Regions from separate parts of the Sus scrofa genome. Here region 1 is linked to region 2. The links are chromatin contacts, called in public Hi-C maps. All regions are on one chromosome and are shown on one strand. The core of a region is the stretch at or near the end of the contact, and the rest is flanking DNA. Distances in the headings are between cores, read along the strand shown.

Evidence for each region. A called contact is a pair of places that touch in the nucleus more often than the background predicts.
Region 1: a contact with region 2 is called in a Hi-C map of liver, with 2.9 times the contacts expected there. The contact joins the promoter of NECAP1 here to the promoter of FOXJ2 in region 2. A contact is called at or near these places in 1 of 5 promoter capture datasets (liver), 16 of 47 Hi-C or Micro-C datasets (alveolar macrophages, blood, embryonic fibroblasts and 6 more) and 2 of 2 datasets of contacts at active chromatin or transcription factors (alveolar macrophages and skeletal muscle).

What each region holds. Positions count from the first base shown.
Region 1 is chr5:63,120,692-63,124,877 of Sscrofa11.1, forward strand. It overlaps NECAP1 (adaptin ear-binding coat-associated protein 1), which reads left to right and starts at 1,589. Exons shown (of 8, transcript XM_021092395.1): 1 at 1,589-1,761. The coding sequence starts at 1,667. It overlaps LOC110260746 (a long non-coding RNA gene), which reads left to right and starts at 1,768. Exons shown (of 2, transcript XR_002344116.1): 1 at 1,768-4,089.
Region 2 is chr5:63,059,724-63,064,069 of Sscrofa11.1, forward strand. FOXJ2 (forkhead box protein J2) reads left to right here and starts at 2,255. Exons shown (of 11, transcript XM_021092393.1): 1 at 2,255-3,391.

The sequences.
Region 1 (4,186 bases), core at 339-2,838, 60 kb after region 2:
AAAAAATTCATAGAACATGAACAATTCAGGAAATCTTAACTAGTTAAGGATTACTGAAATTTTAAGTGGACGTTTTCTTTTTTAAAAAAAATCTTGGATTTTTAAAAATAGCCTTAATATTTATCTATTTTTTACTTATTTACTATATATATCTCAAAGCTTACAGATATGCCATTAACCATTTTCTGTTCCTAGACATTCATGCTGTTTCCATGTTTCACTATTAATGAACAATGCTGTAATAATCATTATTGTACCTTTTTTTGCACACATGCAAATTTCCATAAAATAGTTAGTAGTGGATCTGCTAAACTCAAGGTTATGTACAATATTTTAATTCTGCTACATTTTCCTTTAGAAATGTACCAATTTACATTCCTGCCAACAGTGTAGGCGAGTATCCGATTCCTCATACCCTTACAAACGCTAGATATTATTCTCTTTATTTTAATGTATTTTTATTTATTATTTTTATTTTTGTCTTTTTGCCTTTTCTAGAGCCGCTCTCGTAGTACATGGAGGTTCCCAGGCTCGGGGTGTAATTGGAGCTGCAGCCACTGGCCTACGCCAGAGCCACAACAAAGCAGGATCCCAGCCGCGCCTGTGACCTACACCATACCTGACCTACACCATAGCTCATGGCAACGCAGGATCCTTAACCCACTGAGCAAGGACAGGGATCGAACCCACAACCTCATGGTTCCTAGTTGGAGTCGTTAACCATTGAGCCATGACAGGAAACTCCTTATTATTTTTTTAAAATTTTAAAATATTACTTTGCTACATAGGGTAGACAAATTAGGGATAGGTTTTTCATTCAGTCAACATAATGCAATGCAGACCACAGCTGTTGTAGTTAAGATAGACTTAAGTTCGCATCTCAGCTTTCCTTTTGCTATCTGTGCTAATTAAATCATTTAAGTGACAGTGTTGTGGCAAGTTTATATTTAGAATGTACAAGGCACATGTTTATAGAAACTGTTAGTAGGATTTATCATGATAATAGAACTGGGAGCAAACAGCGGCTATTAAATAGTTCATGATGTTTTCCGAAATGGTCAGGAATCGAGCTGATCCCATTTACAGTTTAACATGTGCAACATTTACAAAAAGATAACCATAATACACACTGAAAGTGTGGCCGACTATTTCAACAGGTACCTGTCTGGAAACTCCCAGATAAAAAAGTGCTATTATAAGGCAACGGATCCGGCTGTGCATTTTTGAACTTTGGATTTGGAAGATTAAAATCCACTGGAGGAGAGCCCTTTTCTGCTTAGAAACCACGGTTGAGAAGTGACTCTGGAAAGAAAAAAAATCGCCAGACTTTTAAGATGGTCGTCCTCTGACAGAACCGATGTCAACCACTGGGAGCAAGATGGCGCTTTCCCTCATCGCTTCTCGGGGATGGAGATTTCCCTAACGTGAATCACGCACAAGGAAGGCATCCTTGCCATTACCCAAGATGGTGCGTCGCGCAACCTCACTGTTTCCAGGTTTCAACATGGCTTCCCCAAACCGCCCACCGGAGGTTAATCTCAGAGACCTGTCGAAACGCGAGCGGAAGTAGCAAAAGCGGAAGTTGTTGCGTAAGGCCATTCCCCGCCTCTACGTACCGCCCCCGTGCTGACGCCCCGCCCCCAGCGGCGCGGAGCGCAGAGCCAAGATGGCGGCCGAGTTGGAGTATGAGTCGGTCCTGTGTGTGAAGCCCGACGTCAGCGTCTACCGGATTCCGCCCCGGGCCTCCAACCGCGGTTACAGGTACTAACCCGAGGCGCTGCAGCACAGGCGTACCCGGTCGGGATGGTAGTTTGCTCTTCAGGTGGCACGCTGCCTGTCCCTCCCACTTCCTCCTCTGGGTTATCACCTTGCTAGCCTCCTCACCTGGGATGTTACCGTCCTGTCTTCTTGCTCTTCCCCAACTCAGAACTTCCATCATCCTTGTTTCCGCTGCTTAAAAAAAATTACCATCCTGCATTCTCTCACCCCTCCTCCTCTTCGAACCCTCTGGACTACCCATCTGTTCCCGGTTATCCACATCCAGTGGGTATGGATAACCTACCTGCTCTATCTACAATCACCTTTCCTTCGCTTTTCCCTGCGTCCTTCAGCTTGTCACCCTCGTCTCCCCTTCTCTACCCCATTTCCAGTACCTCGTGCGCATTTGTGGGTACTCTTTGTGTTGTTGGCCGCTTTCTGGATGAGCTAATTTATCTTTTGTGCTGTTCAGTCTTATTACCAAATATCATCATCCACCGTATGGTTTTTCCCTTCAGCTCTTTTTGTCGGTAGACAACGGTTATGATCATAAGTTTTCCAATGTCGTCCAGTCTGTTTCTTTTTAAGTATATTTGCTATAGTGTTTTCTGTGTTCCTTCCCTCTTAATTTCTGTTAAAGCTTTTGCCTCCAGAGTTAACGCAGCATTTTCTCTGTAGGGCTAACTAACCAACCCTTATAATCCAATGACGGAGGGCTCAGGAGGCTGTAGGAAGTCACCAAGTCATGTAGTCCAAAGAGTTAACATGTCATTTATTGGGTTACATGTTAAAAAAATGTGAGTATGAGCCCTGGCAACTTAACAGCTCTGTGATTTGAGACAAATCTCTTAACCTCTCCAAACCTCGGTTTTCTCATCTGTAAAATAGAAAAAAAAAAAAAAAGTTGATAAATAAACCTGCTTTAGGTACATACCTTGCAGAAGTTTTTGGAGGGTTAAATGAAGTCGTATAGTAAATGTGAAAAAGAATTGAAAATGAATTTCCTAAAAAGAATTTAGGAAACAATAAGGCAGTATATAAGATACTGTTTTGATTTCTGACTCATATTGCCATCATGATGTTCCTCTTGGCATTTATTATTACCTTGGCCCAAAAGTTATCCTCTCCCTATGTCCGTTATTTTGCCTCCTTATCAGAGGTTCATTCATGGTGAGAAGCTTTGTGCTTGCTGATCAGCTTTGTGCTTGCTGATCTGTGCACTAGACCTGGTGGGTTGTATCGTTTGACAAAGAGGTAGTTCTGATTTCAAACTTTCAATGAGACCCCAAATTGACCTGAGTAGGAATCTACATGCTCTTTGATGGTAGTCCCAGGTACTAATATGGGTGAGTCAGCTGAGACCTCTCCTTCTTTGGTGAGCCCTCCTTGACCCTTCCATTCTGGCTTAGGTGTGTTCTGTGTGTACTTCCGTAGCGCCTGTGCTTGACTCTGTCACAGAGCTCTTCCTTCTGCATTCTCACTGATTGGTTTTCCATTTTTCCAGACTAGACTAGGAAAAACGTGAGGTCTTTTTAAACTTTATATTCCTAGAGTCTAGCACAGTTTCTGGTACATAGTGGGGGCCCTGCAGATGTTGATCAAAAGAAATTAGTAGATTACAGCTAATCATATACATTAACATTGGTTGAACTGTTAAATAAGGTAAAATAGCTCATGACCTCCAACTTCAGGCATTAAGCCTTCCTAAATGATGTGATACATCGACCCAAGCTGCTGCAGTGACAATGCTGGGTCCTTAACCTGCTGTGCCACAGGGGAACTCCCAAGGTTTTTAAAAGACCTTTCTTCTCTTACCTGACTGTATTTTCTACCTTCACTTCTGGTTTAACCTTTATCCCTATGTCTGTTAACTGCACCGAGCAATTTCTTAATTTTCCTCTTTTATCCTTTTTCTCATTGTCATTCTGTGTTTTCCATGCTTATTATTGTCATCTTATCGTACAAGAGGCTTTTTACATCAGCCACTCTTTGTGAAGAGGGCAGAAATAAGTTTGAATCCTAATGTGCATTTACTTGCTGGGTTACCCCTGGCGCATCACTTAACTCTTTTGAGCTTTAGTTTCCTCATCTATAAAAACGGGTATAATGTTACTTTGCGAGATCCTGTCACTTAATTTTCACGAGAATGGGCATAATGTCTGGAACAAAATAGATGTTTGACAAGTAGTACTGTTCTTTTTGTCTGTGTATAATCTTTCTTGTTTACCAGAACCCATTTTACATTATGAGCATGATTTATTCTCTAGGCTGCCATTAATGGAAAAACTGGACTTCATAGGAAGCAGGAGAAATGCTTTCTTTGAGTGATTGGTAAGATGAGAGGGAATAATTGACTTTAATTCACCTTCTGTAAGCTGTTGCTTCCTCCATGTTCACTCACCAGACTTTTGGAAGGAGGATTTAGGTT
Region 2 (4,346 bases), core at 1,005-3,504:
ATATAGCAAGAAACATGTGATGCCAAATTATCTGTGTACAGGAGAATGAGTTAATGCTTCAGTGAAGAGGGAAAAATAGAGTTTTAATCCTGGGAACTGGAAAGGTGGAAAGAAAGAAAAGCCTCAATTGGAATAAACTGCTCTTAATTAAAATTAAAGGAAAGACTTTTAATTCTGAAAGTTTAGGAAAATGAAACAAGTTAAGAATCACTTGGGGAGTTCCCTGGTGGCCTAGTGGTTAAGGATCCACTGTCGTCACTATTGTGACTCAGGTTCGTTTCCTGGTCTAGGAACTTCCCCATGCTGTAGGCACTGCAAAAAAAAAAAAAAAAAAAAAAAAAAAAAAAAGGAGTCATTTGGATTTGAGGGGGTTTTTTTTGTTTTTTTGCTTTTTAGGGTTGCACCCATGGCATACGGAGGTTCCCAGGCTAGGGGTCCAATCAGAGCTACAGCTGCCAGCCCACACCACAGCCACAGCAATGTCAGATCCTAGCTTCGACTGCAACCTACAGCACAGCTCACAGCATCACCAGATCCTTAACCCACACGCACTGAACAAAGCCAGGGATCGAACCCGAAACCTCATGGTTCCTAGTCAGATTCATTTCCGCTGCGCCACAATGGGGAACTCCTGAATTTTAGATTTGTTAATTTAAGTCTCAACTTTACTTCTTACTAATCACTTGAACTGACTGAGAGATAGTTGATGCCTCTAGGTCAGTTTTCACGTCTGTAAAATAGGTTTAATAATAGTGCCTATGGCTAGAAGAATTAAATGGGATAATGCACGCAGAGCTCAATTCCTGGCATATTGTAAATATAATGTAACATATATATATATATATATATATATACACACATAAAATATAGTATTTTGTATTTAGCCAGAAGACAAAAAAAGACTTAAATGTGAAATGTAGTGATCAAGCCCTAATCTTAAGTATGCAGTCTTTTTTTTTTTGAGCAATTGAAAAATATTTTATGGGTGATATTTTTGCTTTCTTATTATTTGATGTGATAGAAAGTAGAGTAGTTTGAGACAAGTTTAATAGGCCGGAGGATGAAACATATAAGAATTCGCAGAGGAATAACATGATTCCAGGAGGAAAAATGGAGGTGGTCTGCCTGGCTTACCTTCTGTCTCTAGCGCGCGCGGGGGAGGGGGGGATTATTATGCAAAGGGCGAAGAACGAGAATATTCTACACTATGTGACCAGGATAAGATATGCTATATGATTGTGAAGTGAACAATATTTTGTATCCTTTGTACACCGTACAGTTTAAAAAAGCATTTTCAGGAGTTCCCGTCGTGGCTCAGTGGTTAACCAATCCGACTAGGAACCATGAGGTTGCGGGTTCCATCCCTGGCCTTGCTCAATGGGTTAAGGATCCAGCGTTGCCGTGAGCTGTGGTGTAGGTCTCAAACGAGGCTCGGATCCGGTGTTGCTGTGGCTCTGGCGTAGGCCGGTGGCTACAGGTCGGATTAGACTCCTAGCCTGGGAACCTCCATATGCCGTGGGAGCGGCCCTAGAAAAGGCAAAAAGACACACACACACACAAATAATAATAAAAAAGCATTTTCACATAAATGAACTCATTTGATTCTCACAACAGTCTTGCCGGCGTGGGCCCAGAGAGTATCAGGATCCCCTCTTGCTGACCAAGATTCCATAGAACAAGGGCTTTGCTCAAGTTTATAAAGCAAGATTTTGTGATGTTTAGTCTGGAATTTTCTCTGTTGCACGCCCATTTATCCTTTTCTAAATTCATTCAACAAACATTTATTGAACTCCAGGGTGACACCAGGGTAACATATTAACTTCGCTCCAACCCCATAACCCCGTGTAAGTTATCCCAGGGGGAAGAGAAGCCCGTCAAAGACATTCCCGAGAAAACCGGAGATCTTCATCCGTATATAGCAGACAATGAGAAAAGGTCAGTGTGACAGAATTAGTGTTGAAATGAAATTGACAGTTCTTGTGGCGCGAACCGGGGAATCTCCCGACAGACAGCAGTGGGTTGTCATCCAGGGTGGATGCGCAGGCTGTATCCGGCCAAGTGGCGGGGTGGCGGCCGGAGGGGGCGAAGGCGGCACGCGCCGGGTGCCGCGGGAGCGCGGGTGCGGCGGCGCGGCTCCCCGGGCGCAGCGCACCCCCGGCGGCGCGGCCCGCGGCTCGGCGCCGCCCGCTCCTCCTTAACCCGCGCGGGGAGGCGGCGGCGGCTGCGGCCCGGCGGGCGGGGGCGGGGGAGGGGCGCCGAGCGCGGCGCGGAGGCCGGGGAGGAGCCGGGGCCTGCAGCGGAGCCGAGCCGAGCCCAAGCCCCAGCCGAGTCCTGACACCGTCCGTCCGCCTCCTGGCTCCCCGGGAGCCCCGGACTGGCCGGAGCCAGAGCGGTGGCGGCGCGGAGAGCCCCGCGCGCCGGAGCGAGCGGAGCGGACTGGACGCGACTGGAGGAGGCGCGGCCGCCGCAGTAGCCAGTGACGGGCGTCGGGAGCCGCGGCCTCCCGGCCTCTGCTGCCCAGGCCAGCTCCGGGAGAGCGGGGAGTACGAAAACCCCACCCTCCGGGGCACCCCAGGAGAAGAGGCGGGAGCGGGGACGCAAGCCACCTCTCCCCCGGCCGGAGAGAAGACCCTTCCCACTAGGGCGAAGGAAAGAAGAGAGACCCCTCTAGGAGCGAGGAAGATCCCCGGACTGGCCCGGGAATAGAGCTCCCGAAGTGGAAAAAGGGGTGATCCTTACCCAAGGAAGCGGAGTGGGACCGCCCCGGCGTGCCTCCACTCCTCCCGACTCACTCTCCGCAGTAGTGGACTTTGGAGGCAGAGAGAAAGGGGGATATGCCTGTGGAGTAGGCGCCCTCCATCCTATCCAGTCCTCACTGGGGAGAGGATTCCTTTTGCTCGGAAGCAGAGGACACTCCAGGGAAAGAAGGGGAGCCGGCTTTCCGCCTTTCAGGAGAGGGAAGAACTCCCCCAACTTCCTTGTACCTAGACAGTGGAACAGGGCCGAGCCCCTCCGCTCAGATCTCCTGCGGACAGAAAGAGCCCTCCGCTCCCGACAGGATCAGTTTGGGGGGGAGGGGGACTCCCCCAAGGGGGAGGAGACAACTCCTGGTTGGGAGAGGCTCCTCCCCTCCTCCCCAGGGTAACCGGCCCAGTGTGGGGGGTGTGCCACCTTCCACAGGTAGGACCTCCTTCTCCTCCCCCTGCCCCTCCCTCCGTGCCTCATCCTCGGGGGACCCAGTTCCCCTCCCCAGCTTGGGAGGCTCAGCCAAGGACAGGAAGAGCCACTGAGGATGAGAATCTTCATCTGCCTTTGAAGAGGGGCGTCCCTCCAACCCCAAACTCCAGTACCAGGTGGTCCCCTCCTTCTGCTGAGGGAAACTTGGAGACAGGTTAGTGCTTTCTTTCCTCTTCTCTCCCTCATCCTTAGGCACCAGTGGGCGTCGGGGGCTGAGATGGTGGCTCTTGGGTTTCATTACTGGGCAAGGTAGAGAATCTTCTGGGAAATGTGTTCTGAAGCTAACTGGATCGAAACCCTCATCTTGCTGCAGGAGCTCCGAGCAATGGGTTTCTTTAGTGTTTGGGGGCTACAAGGATGGGAGTCATCTGAGGTCCCCAGGGAAGTGTGTGTTTTCATGCCGAGGGCAAAGGGATGTCAGGAAACACCAGCATCTTCAGCACTCCCATATATACAGTGTAGGTATGATGGACAGACACATCCCAGCCAGTCTCTCGTGCCACCCTCCATCCTTGGGCCTCTTCACAAGGAGGGTGGGCCCTCACTAAAGTCATGCTGGCATTTCATGGCCTGGCCTTGTCTGGAGCTTCCATTGGTATCACATTTTCTCATCTGTAACCCTAGATCCCTTTATGTCCACCAAAGCTGTGGAATCTCCAGCCCACTGTGATTACCACCCCCTTGACAAGAAAAGTAGTTGGTCTCCACTCACCCGGCCCGACACCAAGAGGCCTCTTTCATGACATTCCTATTCCTGGCTGGAAGCATGCCTCTACCAATAAAATCCACAAGCAAAATGGGGATCCCATCTCCCAAGGCAGGAAGAAAGGGTACCGGGGAACCCCAGCTCCTGGGTTGAAGTTCCTCCCTCATGCTGGCTGGGTACCACTGCCCCAGGGCACTAGGCTGCTCCTGTCCTTTGCTGACAGTTCCTCAGGAAAAAGCAGATCCAGGAGACAGGAGACGAGGAGAGGAGGGTTGCTGTTCTGCCTCCTTCCAGCCTTCCATCGAAATAAGTTGACCAACCAGGGAGATTTGATCCTTGAGGAGTTTCCTTTCAGAAAAGCACCTAATAGTCTTGTCCTCTCCCTTCCTGTTTTTTGTTCAGT